Regions from separate parts of the Zea mays genome. Here all the other regions are linked to region 1. A link is a contact called in public Hi-C data. All regions are on one chromosome and are shown on one strand. The core of a region is the stretch at or near the end of the contact, and the rest is flanking DNA. Distances in the headings are between cores, read along the strand shown. Region 1 holds the start of LOC100383028 (Ankyrin repeat-containing protein). Region 2 holds the start of LOC100275919. Region 3 has its middle 25 kb from the start of LOC100275919.

Region 1 (4,275 bases), core at 820-3,319:
GAAGCCGGCGCAGTGCAGCTGGTTCCTCCAGACAGACAGACCCTTTTGGCAGCGGCACGAAAAGGTAGACATGGATCACGACCCTTGAGATGCTAGTGGGGGCTGGTTGACTTTGTACATTCCAATAAGCTGGGTGTAAAAACTGCCATTCCCTTTGTTCGTGAATCGGCGGGAGGCGACGGTTGTATACTGCTACAGATAGATTTCTCATCAGATTATATAGTATGGAGTATACTATTATTGTCGTTGTTATATATATGCAGCATGTGCTGTGCTCCTTGTGCATGTCCTTCGTCGAACTCATGAGCCGTTCGTTACTCACAGAGACGCATCCATGGAGAAGAGACAGCACGTGAGAGCGAGAGGTGAGAAAAAAATTGCCCCTTCTGATATTCCGTTGCTTGGTGCTCTCTCTCTCTCTCTGTAGGACAGGACACCCTGGGGCTGGACTGCACTTGGAATTTGGACGCATGATGGAGACGGGAAAATGAGGAAGAGGCATCTGGCCAAGTAGATTAGGGAGATGGGAGCTTGGCGTCTGGCTGAAAACCCCATGTGTGGAACTTGAGAGTCGTCAGGGGATCTAGAAGGAAACTGACACCAGAGAGGAGGTGTACGTACGCATGACACCAAAGCGTGAAAGCCGTGTGAGCTGAAGGCACTGATGGCAGACTCAGCTGGCTTGTCTACTCTCAGTCAACGTTTATTGTACATGATTGGTCCATTGGAAGGTTTTTGCTATCAACATAATTAAGCAGGACAAAAGCCTCAGGTCGAATAAGATGATAGGTAGGTAAAACACCACGCTGTGCCTGTAGCAGGTGGTGGCTGCAAGTTTGTTACCGATAATGGTACTCTCTACGTACTCTCGCTTTCGTTCCTTCGCGACTACGTAAGCTCGCGGGGGCGGATATAGATAGATGATGATGGAGGTCGTTCAGTGCGCCACCACCAGCACGAGATTCCGCTTTGGAGATTTAAAGACGCATATGCAGATCCTGTAAATTAATAAATTAAAGCTTCCTAGACCTAAAAGGACACGCTTTTGTGGTGGTATGTTTATGCATATTGCATGTACAGACCCAGGCTTTCTAATACTTTGCTTCAGAGAAAGACACAATAACAAATACTTCATGTCATTGCCGATAAATATATATAATATTCGGTCGTTCATCTCGTTTGCTATCATCGGTTTTGTTTGGTTCAGTTCTGTGTGGAGAATATGGCTGTGTGGAGAATCTGAATATTATTATGATTACGTGTGGAGGAAGATAAAATTATTCATAGGACTCAGGATCTAAAGCGACGAATTCCTACTGTTACAACGACTCAACCGATTATGTGTTTATGTTGATTTTGGATAGTTTTTGCTCCAACGAATTTTATAAAATCTGGCTGAAAATCTGAGCATTTGGTAGTCCGCAACAGTTTTTTTGGCCAGAAGCTGCCAGAAGCCGCGTCAATGCGTGAGGCTGCACTGCACTCGTGAGTCGTGACCCGTGCCGCGTCAACGGTCGCCGCCCACCTTTCTTTTCCTCCTCTGCGGCGCTGAGCTGAGCTGAGCTCTCGTCCAAATTATATTCCGAAACAACCGCTCCGTCCGACATCACCCAATCGAAAGACGTGGTAGAGGAATGCGTGGACCGGCTCCCTCCTCGGGGATGGACACGAAAACGACATCCACAGAAATTTTAAAGACAGGCGCACCGTGCACGCACACGAGCAGCAAAATTAAATACCAGAAGAAGAAGAAGGAGCAACGATGGCATGAGCACGAGTGCACGACCGAAGCCGAAGAAACCAAGGTAGTAAAACAAATCGAAGCAAGAGTCAGGTCGCCACCTAACATCTGCAGCGAGCGATCATGCACCAACTTCGTCTCAACACGAGCGAGCTCTGAACCAGACACCCCCGCGCGGCTCCGTGGTCGTTTCTTAATTTAGGCAGAAGAAAACGAGTAGACAGAGAGATCCTTTTTTTTTCCTTCTTCAAAAAACAAGTAGAAAACAGACAAAAGAGGGGGGCAAAAAAACAAACGAACCAAGAATTTCGATCCCATTCCTGCTCATTCAACTTGCGATTTATTTAGCGGCGGCGATCGGCCAGCCCGGCCCCTTGTCTTCTTCCTCGCATCATCCGCCTCTGCCCCCTGCGGATTAGTAGGGGCCCCATGCCTCACATGCACGCCGGGAGCGCGCTGGAGGATGCGCCGCAGAGCTCGTCACGCCGGTATGTATTTTTTTTTTCTTTGGCGGGGTTCCGGCAGCCACCCATGTGTGCGTTGTCTGCCCTGCCCTGCCCGCCGCCGCCCAGTTCCTGTTCGCGGAGAGAGATGGGCCGGGGGGGGGGGGGGGGGGGGGGCACGCATGCATGGCGTCCCGGCCGGATTCTATATTTCGGACGCGGATCACGGATCCCCATCATGCGTTCCATTGCTGCTTGATTTTTTGCTTCCCGCTGCCTTTTCGTGCCGAGGAGGTCTGAGGTGGAACGAATCGAGGCGGCTTTCCGCGGTGATCGCTTCGCATTGCCTTGCGTCGTCAGGGGAACGGGGCGATGATTGAGAGGTCGACGGGCGTTGCTTAGCCGCGTCGTTGCGATCGTTTAGTTTGCTATCTAGATCTGTAGTAGCCCAATTTATTTGTGTGTTTTTCTGACGCAAATTGGCGTGCTTTTGTGTGGGTATCGCACTTGCATTGCATGCCCTCCTTTTTACAATTGATTCATTCACACTTCCTCCCCCTCGTCGACCTTTTCGTCACTCCTTTTCCGTTCATAGATTTTATTTCCACGTTGAGCTGGGATTGGGTAGCTAAAGTTATTGTTTTTGAGACAGGGCTACACTGATTTGGGAGAAACCAAAAGCAAAAAAAATTACTCCATGTAGTAGGTAATTTGGCCAAGTGGAGGCAAAAGGCGGGAGAAAATGCCGCTAGACGCGCTAATGGAGTAACGTGGGTTGTCATTTCAGCCATTGCTGCGACGCCGTGCCCCCGAGTTTGATTTGATGGAAGCGAAGACGAACCAAACCAGCGGCGAGGACAGGCCGCAGCCGGCGATGGACTCGCCGAGGGCGGCGCAGGCGGCGACGCGCCGCAAGAAGATGACGAAGCAGCTGACGGGGAAGCGCGACGACACGGCGATGCACGCGGCGGCGCGCGCCGGGCAGCTCGAGTCCATGCGGCAGATGATGTCCGGCAAGGACGCCGAGGAGCTCGGGGCGCTGCTGTCCAGGCAGAACCAGGCCGGGGAGACGCCGCTGTTCGTGGCCGCCGAGTACGGGTACGTGGCCCTGGTGGCCGAGATGATCAAGTACCACGACGTCGCCACCGCCGGCATCAAGGCCCGCAGCGGCTACGACGCGCTCCACATCGCCGCCAAGCAAGGGGATGTAGGTATTGATTGATTGGTTTTCCATTCCTTTCTCGTGCACGCATGCATGCATGGTCGCCATTGCCCCTCTCGATCGATGACCCATCATGCACTGCACAGACGTCGTGAGGGAGCTGCTGCGGGCGCTGCCGCAGCTGTCGATGACGGTGGACTCCTCCAACACGACGGCGCTGAACACGGCGGCGACGCAGGGGCACATGGACGTGGTGAGGCTCCTGCTGGAGGTGGACGGGAGCCTGGCGCTGATCGCGCGCAGCAACGGCAAGACGGCGCTGCACTCGGCGGCGCGGAACGGCCACGTGGAGGTGGTGCGCGCGCTGCTGGAGGCGGAGCCCAGCATCGCGCTGCGCACGGACAAGAAGGGCCAGACCGCGCTGCACATGGCCGCCAAGGGCACCAGGCTGGACCTCGTCGACGCGCTCCTGGCCGCCGAGCCGGCGCTGCTCAACCAGACGGACAGCAAGGGCAACACCGCGCTGCACATCGCGGCGCGCAAGGCGCGGCACGAGATCATCAGGCGGCTGGTCACGATGCCCGACACGGACGTCAGGGCGATCAACCGGTCCCGCGAGACCCCGCTGGACACGGCGGAGAAGATGGGCAACACGGACGCGGCGGAACTCCTGGCTGAGCACGGCGTGCAGTCGGCGCGCGCCATTAGCCCCTGCGGCGGCGGCGGCGGCGGCAACAAGCAGGCGCGCGAGCTGAAGCAGCAGGTGAGCGACATCAAGCACGAGGTGCACTCGCAGCTGGAGCAGACGCGGCAGACGCGCGTGCGCATGCAGGGCATCGCCAAGCGCATCAACAAGCTGCACGAGGAAGGGCTCAACAACGCCATCAACTCCACGACGGTGGTGGCCGTGCTGATCGCCACGGTGGCGT
Region 2 (4,920 bases), core at 1,996-4,495, 210 kb after region 1:
CTTCTCCCGAGGCCGAGGCTGAGGCCGAGGCCGAGGCTTGGGGTCAGGCGAGGCGGAGCTCCCTGTTGCGCCCGAGGCCGAACTCGTGGGAGATCGTGACTTAGTTTTACCCTGGTGGTTGGCACAGTAGCCAAAGCGGGGCAAACAACGCTATTTTCCTGTCAGATCGGTCAGTAAAGGGGCGAAGTGACTGCGGTCACTTCGACCTTGCCGACTGAGGCACGCGTGTCAGGATAAGGCGTCAGGCGATCCCCGCATTAAATGCGCATGCGATACGGTCGGTTGGGAGGGCGATCCGGCCGAGGTCGCTGTACGACAGAGTCTGCCCAAGCTAGGCTTCAGGCGAGCCGAGGGTGCGCTCACTGCCTGAGGAGGCCCTCGGGCGAGGCGCGAATCCGCCCGGGACTACTGTTCCCGCCCAAGGCCGAGGCTGGGCTCGGATGAGGTCGTGTCTCTTGGTAGACGAGGCCCTGACTTGAACTGCGCTTTATCAGTTGTTTATGGTTTGCTCTGAAGATGTTTTCCAGCCGCGTTTAGGAGTGTTGGGGTACACCTAATTACGGTACCCGACACTACTATAATGAAAAAATCAAATTTGTTCGAGTATTATAGGCACTATGAAGTATCCATATGTAATGACTCTTCATGCCTTAAAGCATAGTGGCCTTCCGAGGTGTCTAGGCACTATGAAGTTCAAGGCCCCTAGCACCCTAGGACATCCAAGGGTTAAATATTATTAACTTCCTAAGGTACCTTGTGCCATGAGGCACTAACCACATAATAAGTTTTAAGGCCTCGAGCCTTACGGTACTCATGAGACAAAGTACTCATGAGCCTTACAGACACTTGCGAGTATAAGTCCTCGAGGACATATGTATCCTAGGACACTTATAAGCCTAAGCCATCGACCCCCTCAAGCCCTAGGGCATGTAAAAGTTATAAGCCTAAGTCTTTATAACCCCTTGTGTTGTAGAGCAATACTATAATAAGGTCACGAGTGCTCAAGCAATCCATCCCTCAAGCCCTAACAACACTTAGCCACTTGTGGTCTTCCGTTAGCCTTAGGGCCACTATAATCCCTGGCCTCGTACTTTGAGCACGACCAAGACCTAGGCCCTTTGGGGCTCAAGCCATAGAAGGTGCTAAGGACTTAGGGTCATCAAGTATAATCATATTTCATGACAGCATAATGTGTCAGTTCTAACAGGGATAGCATGGCCCCGAGAGAGGGACCCCATATTTAAGCGCATGGGGATAAGTCCATTGCAAAAGTTTAATAGATAAGTCTCAAGTACAACATATTAAATGTGTGGTGGGCAATACTACAAGCCTAAAAAGTGTGTTGTTGTCATGACTTAGGCTGCAGGGAACTCAATATCACTATGTTTTATGTGTATTAATTTTGTAGCCATGCATGCACACGTGAAGTGTACCATGAAATACAATTAAGTACAAAAGGGTACACCATCTAACAATTGCATCATACCAAGTGACATGTGACCTGGTATGGCTGGTATGTCGATAACCTTAGAAAAGGAGCGGCTACATACGGGGAGAAAAATAAGGCTTCTAAGTATCACATTAAATGTAGTACTTCACGTTACAATCACATCATTGCCTTGATGTGCTCTTAAGGGGGACAATTGTACTCGTTACCACTATGCAAGCATGTTGTTGTGGTAAGTACCATACTCGATTGAGCAATCATGTTTGTTACTAGAGATTGCTAAAATCACTATAACCATTACTAGGTAATACACATGTGCTTTCATGTATTAAAACTTTAAAAGTACAAAGAACCATACTAAGCTCCTATTACGACTTACCAGCGTCATTAAGGCACCCTTCCCCACCTTGAGTAGGGCCTTGGGGGTTACCTCAACGGGAATTATTAATATGGGGCACACCTGACATGTATTGCATGACTACAAGGTATATGGTCTGTAGCTATATAGGTACAAGATTGTGATGCTGGGCATAGTTGGTCCGATGACAAGTAGGGCCCATAAGTAGAACATGTATGTAAGCTCTATCGCTCCTTGAAGCTATAAAAGAGAGAAGATGAGTAGCATTGAAGGGGATTCCGTTCACTCAGTCCAACATTCAATCTCGGGGGATCCATTCGAGGTTCAACATCTCGATTCCAAGGAAAACATATATAGCATAGGACAAGCAACACATGTAAAAATAGGTAGGGCGAGCTTGGCTCAAGTTGTTCTTTGTGGTTGTGTAACTTTTTCCATCGAAACAAATACATCCACTAGTGAGAACATAGGAGTATTACACTACCGTAGCCCAAATCTCAATAAAAATATATTTGCTAAGGCTCTAATATCATGGCTTTATAGACATATCTTATAGTGTAAGGTCGTACATATAGTAGCTCTTGTTGCTACCTTTTCTCTGGTACTCTATACTCTTGATACTTTAGTGTCGTTACTTCGACACCTATATTCGCGATAAAAATTGGTTCCTACGTACCGCAATGACTATCCATGGACAACTTTAAATCATTTCATTACATTAACGTAGAATCAACATGCTGATCCAGTGCGTTGCGTGATATATGTATATACTCCATCCGTCTCAAAATATCGTTTTTTCTAGCCCAGTTTTTTTTTCTGTTCACATTCATTCAAATGATAATGAATATAGACATATATAGAAGCTACATTGAGTCTAAAACGAATTATATGATATAACTTATTTTGAACTAACAATAATCTCAAACAAACAGGACCTATGTGACTTACAGAGCATATCTGAAGGTTAATAAATTAAAAAAAACTAAATACACGTCATTTCGATCTCGGATGTACAGTAAACAGACACACACGGTGCAGTGCGGAGGTACAGTTTCCATCTATCCGTCAGTACCTGCCGATCAGATGCAGTCGTCGGTGCAGCGGCTGTAGCAGGCTCCGAAGCAGGCGCCGATGGCCAAGGCCTTGCAATTGTGACATGTTTCAGGATAGTCGTTGCACATGATGTTGCCTGCGATGCAAGCCGAGGCACTGTCCTCGCAGCCCAAGCTGCACTTGGCGCGACAATAATAGCCGCATTTTGCCACCCCCGCCGCCGCCGGCATCCCCTTGCCGAGGATCAGCAGGAAGAATACGACGACGGCAGCAACGCTGGCCTTCTTCGGAATGGAAGCGCCGGCTGAAGCCATCGTGCGATTGGGATTTGGGAATGCTGGTGTTTCTAGCAGACGGCGGAGCAAAGCTGGAGGATGATCTGTAGGGTGCAAATAGCACAGCGCACTTGTAAGCTAGGAGAAAGAGCGGCTTCGTGGTTCCCTGCCATTGAATGCGGTCAAGGAATGCGGTCCCGCGTCACGTCACGCCACGCCATTGAGGGGGTGTTTGGTTTGCCCTACTAAAATTTAGCCCTTATCACATCCAATGTTTGAACCTCCGTTCGGGGTATTAAATGTAGTCGGATTACAAAACTAATTTCTCAGCCGAAGATTAAAAAACGAGACGAATCTAGTCCAGTTGGTTGGGTCTATATTTCATACTCCTATTTAAAAGTCAAACGCTTGATGTGACCCGGACTAAACTTTAGCAGGAGCAACCGAACACCCCCTGAATGCGGTCAAGGAATCAAGAACCTCCTGGTACCAGTACCAGTGTACCACTACCACCAGCCAGCAGCGCTGTGGTTGCCGGCCGACCGTGACAAGGAAGCAGAGGCCCGTCAGGGCACATGTGCGGCGGCGCCTCCCCCTCCCCCCTTGGCCGCGGGAATGCGGGTTGTTGCGCGCGCGCACGCACCTCCATCGACCCGCGCCTTTCCGGCCGCCAATGATGCCGACGCTTTGGACGGCCTATCGCGTTGCGCGCTTTTCCCTCGGCGATCCGCCCGCCCATCATGCCGATCCACTCCACCAATTCCCCCGGCGGGCATCGCCGCGAGAGCCCATCCATCGGCCCCTGCCTGCGTCTTTAATTTCACTCTTTCTTGAGAGCAGATGGCTGGCTGGCGGTGTCACTAGTGCCAGTACGTACTACTGTTGTTCGTAGTTGCTCTGCCGCGCGCGCGCTGACGTTGCCGTTCAGATTACTCCCTATTCTGGCCATCGCACAGAAGACAACGTGGTCCTGTTTTTATTCTCTTTGCATGATGTAATGTTCTTATCACTCCTTAAAGTATTAGGCTACCGTAGCCCGAATCTATATAAAAATATATTTTCTAAGGCTCTAATATCATGGCTTTATAGACATACCTTATAGTATAAGGTCGTACATATAGTAGCTCTTGTTGCTACCTTTTCGATGGTACTCTATACTCTTGATACTTGGTGTCGTTATGTCGACACCTATATTCGCAATAAACACCGGTTCCTACGTACCGCAATGACTATCTACGGACAACTTGAAATCATTTCATTACATTAACGTAGAATCAACATGTCCATCCAGTACAATGGCGTGATATATGTATATACTTCATCCATCTCAAAATATCGTTTTTTCTAGCCCAGTTTTTTTCTGTCCACATTTATTCAAATGATAATGAATATAAACATATATGGAAGATACATTCATATATTACTTAATGAATATGTTATTAGTCTAAAACGAATTATACTTTGGGACGGAGAGAGTATCTAGCTAGATCCAATGAAAATTAAGGTCGTGTTATTTTGGAATTATAATACAACTAGATTATATAATATAACTTTGTCGGAGAGAAAAATCTCCGGCCGGGTGGTGGAATGCACCCGCCCTAAATCCTAGGATGAGGAGGGGGCCTTAGCGGTTTGCCTGTTGAGTGGATACGGTAAGAACACACAAGGACACGAGAGTTTACAGCGGTTCAGGCCGCCAGAGCGTAAAACTCTACCTCCACTATGTATGTTGTATTGCGTATGAGAGTCTGAGAGCTAGTGAGCGTGTGAGCTTGAGTTCGGTCTCC
Region 3 (4,350 bases), core at 422-2,921, 240 kb after region 1:
GGCGTACATGATGGGGTCTAGACACGTGCCAGCGCCGGACCCCTGCCTGGTCTTTGACCAGGGCTTTAAGCACTTTCTGTCCTTGTGCACCGGGACCCCGCCGTGAGCGGCCCAGGCCCCTTGCGAAGGGGTCTGGTTCCCATCTTGGGGGGCCCAGTACGCACACGTGGGGGTCTCGGACCTCCCTTGGGAGTCCTGTCCGCAAACTTAGTCGGACTCCCATGGGGGTCCGGACTTACTGTCGACGCCCAGGAGCATTCCATCATGATGGACACGCGGCGGACTCGGACCTTCCCAGGTGGTGCGGCCGGGCGCCGCTGTGGGCCCTGAGCAACCGCCCTTGGTTGGGCTGAGGCGCGCCTTAGTCACAATCGCAGTCCCACTACCACGTGGTTAAGAGGTAGCCGTACGGGAATTGCACCTTGATATAGTAGTAGGGGGTACCCTTGACCGAGGGTACCGACAGTACGGAACCAAGCTAAGCGGCTACACAGCTCTGGACCACCCTAGGGAACGAGCACCCATTCTCTGGAACTGGCCCCCAGGCTGCCGGACCCCCTGCCTTTGTAGATGTAACACCTCTGGTGTTTTAATTCCGCTCGACAACGAGTATGGATTTAAGCACGTAATATTAGTGGATAAAACGGATGTCAAATTTTAATCATTTTCGTCTATCGCGATTTTAATATCGCATCTGTTTCGTCTGTCACGAGTGCGACTTCGTTTTCATTTTTATCTGTCCAGGCTCTTCCTAAATTTTCGTGATGTTCGGAACATAGTTGTTCCGAAAATCGGTGCGTCCGGTGATTATTTAAAATTCATCACTCGCGCGAATACGAATTTGGGAATTGAGTCCAGTCTTCCGATTTTTATCCCGAACCAATTAACTAGAATTCGCGAAAATAGTTTTCAGTCCGAAACCAATCAGACCAGTGTAACTAGAACTGAAAGCGAGTAATTGGTAAATAATTTGGTTCGCTAAATTCGGAGAATGAAGTGTGTAGCCGTATAGCGTATCGACCCAGTATACATCGCTAAAAAATCGTGATCCAAAATATCTACGATTTTCCTTTAAAAAGAGAGAGAGAAAAAGGAAAAATTCTCCTATAAATATCTCTACCGCACTCTATTTTTATTATCTAATTATCTTTATGTCTTCGTTAAGAAAATAAGGGATAATTCCCTTGTCCTCTCGACTACACGTGATGTCAAGGCTTATAGCCTTATCTTCTGTTGATATTATCTTCCACTGGTACAACAAGTCACGTACACATCACGCTAGAAACTTTCCTATGTCACCCTCTCACTAATATCTTGCGTTTTGTACTTATCCATTTAACGCCGGCTCTTTGTAAAGCTCACGAAGTCTTCATCCATGCCAGGCTCCTGCAGATTTTCTTTAATGTACATCTGCCTAGAAATATCTCTTCCTCTGAATATCCCATGTAATTGGTCGTTATCCCCTGCCGTCGTTCATCTGGCCTTATCTCACTGCCGCCCCAGGACTCGGCCTCATCTTCTCCAGATCGTCGTGCTCGTCTCCAACTCCGGCGTCCTGATTTTTTTTATCACCGCTCAAGGGTCATCGTCTTTATCTCCCTAGCGCGTCTCCTATTTTTCCTGCTGCGTGCTCTCTCTGCCGAGCGTGGTCTCTGCAGCTTGCTGCTCCAGCCCATCCCCTTCCTGGCGCTCGCCCTCGCTCCCTGCTGGCCAGTGCCCAGCTCCCTCCATCTCTCCTGCGTACGCCTTTCTCTGTTTGCTGCTCGCCCCAGCTCCTAGCTATGGCGTCTGGCCGAGAGAGCCTCTCTCATCTCCTCCCTGCTTCCTCTGCCGACCGAAACTCCCTACTCGAAATTTCGCTCACAGAGCTCCCTTCCCCCAGCGTCGCTTGCCGTCCTGGTGCAAGCTCCTGCTGCAGCGCCCAACTGGCTTCCTGCATCGCGCTTGGTCCTGCCCATCTCGCCGTGCGCGGATCTCGTCCATGTCGCCGCTGTCGAGTTCCCTGCATCGCTCCGGGGATTTTGTCGCGGCATCCCTTTCCATAGCTTGCCCCTGCGTCTCCTCGTCGTAGAGCTCCCAAGCCGCCGCCGTCGAAGCTCCTCTGCGCGCTTTGCTTTTTGTGCGCGCATGCTCGCCGTCTCTATTCGGGCCATCCGCACAATTTTCTCTGCTCTCTTGCCGTGGTCGACGCGTGCCTGCGTGCAGCTTGCCAAGTTCGGCCTCGACAAAAACTCTGGACGCTCGGACCCCGCCTCGACCAAGTCTTCTATTCCTGTCGTCGTAAATTGTTATCGTTCGCCTTCGCGCCGTGCAGCAGCACGTCCCTTATCGTGCTCATGGTTAATACTGTCATTCCTGCTGTCCCTCACTTCCATTGTGTTCGATTAAATATCGGACCAAGAATCCACGATGTCGCTCATCCTCGCGAAATCCTCACGCTCACCATCCCCTATTCGATCTCGTCGTCAAGCTTCGCCATCAGCCTTAGCTCGTCAGTCACGTTCGCCAGATATTCGATCGAGGATTTAAGCTGAAGGCTGTCGTCGTTCAGGCAAAACTACCAAATCGAGTTGTGATGTGGTGAGCCGATTCACTATTTTTACTATCGGTTTTATGATTTACAAAAATGCTTAGCTCTGCTCAGATCTTTTGGATATAGGTTGTCTTTTGCATTAAGGCCTAGCTCAGGGGTTATCCTGAGGAAATATGGCTTCTACCTGCAAGAATATTTTCATTGAGAGCGTGGTGGGATCTTACTGCAAAGTTTCCTATTATGCTCTTTTCATCCTAAGGAACACAAAACAATCCTAAGGATGAAAGTATTTAACTCGCGACTTGGGCTAGGAACAGGTGATGTGATGCTCCGCCCGGGTCAATTAAGGATTGGATGCGTATGTAGGCCTGTATGATCAAGGACTATCTTAACTGGCCACATGCCCTGGAAATGAGACAGGGTAAGCTTGAACCTGGCTATTCCATACGTGAAAAGACAACCGCGCACTGGGCGTGGGAGATGGTGGGAGTAGCGTGTGCCCTCCTGGCTAGAGGCTGGATGGAGGAGTACTGTGCTCCCGGGTAGCGCGGACCGGTTCATGTTGTGGAGGATATGTGGGAACGGTTGACATATGCAAGGGTTAAGTGCTACATATGTCGTGTGGTTAGAGATCCTCAGCTGAGTAAATCGATTCGGATCGTCGTTATATCCCCGGAGAGTGGAGACTTGATCACTGACCTGCAACCTAAGTCAGGATGTGAACCTCATGAATAAAAATGATGTTGTATTGATGAGATGGTGAAATTAGACCAGATGCAAACAGAGGCTATTAATATTTAATCTGGCGTTAAAATATTGAAAGTAAGGACTCACTTTAGTAAGCTATTTCTGCAAAAGTATCTAAGTTGATTCTGTCTAAAGCCTCTCCTTGATTCCCAAATCCAGCATACCCTTGAGAGTCTTTTGTTTAGTCGGGTAAGTCTTGCTGAGTAATTCCATACTCAGGGTTTTATTCCCTGTTGTTTTTCAGGTTTTAACTTTGTGCTGCTGTTGATGGTGTTAAGTGCCGGTGGGCTCGGCCTTCTTAAAAGTCTATGTAACTCTTCTATACTTCTTATTGAGGATGATCACTTGAGCTAGCATATATTTCAAACTTATACTTTTCTAATCACTCCGATAAAATAATGTAAATTTTTTGTAATCTGTAAAATTTGGTAATAAGATTTCCGCTGCAAAAATGTTGGTGTGTGTGATTTGTGTTACTTAATCTTGCGGTCCTGGTTGTAAGTGGTTTATCTGATGTCCTTGGGCAATCGGACGGATCCTGTTAAGTTATCTGGTGCACATGCATAGCCGTTTGAGGTCTTTGAGACAAGGACAGGTGCATGTGAGCCCAATAACTTGGGAGGTTCTGCCACAGTAGAGGGGTCCTAAACTGCAAGCCTGGCTTACTCAATTCGGACGTCATTATACCAGGAAGGGTGGGAACTGTATGGGTGGGTTAGATAAAAAAATAATGCTCGTAAATTGAAGCAGAATAAAACCATCACAAAAACAAATCTAGGGGTGAATCTTTTCTTTATAACTTGATATTCATGAGTGTAGGCCAACAGACCGGGTTTATGAGGGCGGACCTCACCGGGTTGACGTACATATATGTGCAACCTAGTTATAGAGGAAGAAAACTGAATCCCCAGGTTTGTTTTTATGGGTAAAACTTACGGAAATGCTCTATGTTCCACGGATTGGGAAGAGGCTCTCCTTCAGTTGTGGCAAGCGGACACACCCGGGTCAGCATATTTCTGTCACCTTGAAGGGACCCTCCCAGCTAGGGGAGAGTTTGTGGAGCCCTTCTC

What was found. Hi-C and Micro-C count contacts between places; a contact is called where the count stands out from the background.
Region 2: a Hi-C map of tassel shows a contact between it and region 1, with 5 times the contacts expected there. The contact joins the promoter of LOC100275919 here to the promoter of LOC100383028 in region 1. A contact is called at or near these places in 4 of 25 Hi-C or Micro-C datasets (ear, leaf and tassel).
Region 3: a Hi-C map of leaf shows a contact between it and region 1, with 3 times the contacts expected there. The contact joins the enhancer-like site here to the promoter of LOC100383028 in region 1. A contact is called at or near these places in 2 of 25 Hi-C or Micro-C datasets (leaf and tassel).

The regions. Positions count from the first base shown.
Region 1 is chr1:42,362,181-42,366,455 of Zm-B73-REFERENCE-NAM-5.0, forward strand. It overlaps LOC100383028 (Ankyrin repeat-containing protein), which reads left to right and starts at 2,070. Exons shown (of 3, transcript NM_001349060.1): 1 at 2,070-2,229; 2 at 2,972-3,395; 3 at 3,493-4,275. The coding sequence starts at 3,008. LOC100281058 (protein binding protein) reads left to right here. Exons shown (of 4, transcript NM_001153977.2): 4 at 1-216. The coding sequence ends at 2.
Region 2 is chr1:42,575,495-42,580,414 of Zm-B73-REFERENCE-NAM-5.0, forward strand. It overlaps LOC100275919, which reads right to left and starts at 3,246. Exons shown (of 1, transcript XM_020547116.1): 1 at 2,681-3,246. The coding sequence starts at 3,172. The coding sequence ends at 2,885.
Region 3 is chr1:42,601,695-42,606,044 of Zm-B73-REFERENCE-NAM-5.0, forward strand. No RefSeq gene overlaps it. Among protein-coding and RNA genes, the nearest start is that of LOC100275919, 25 kb to the left of the region's middle. Within about 2 kb of position 1,672, at least 10 of the 20 cell types and tissues checked have an H3K27ac peak or open chromatin away from gene starts, as enhancers often do. A contact at or near this core is called in leaf, where this site is marked.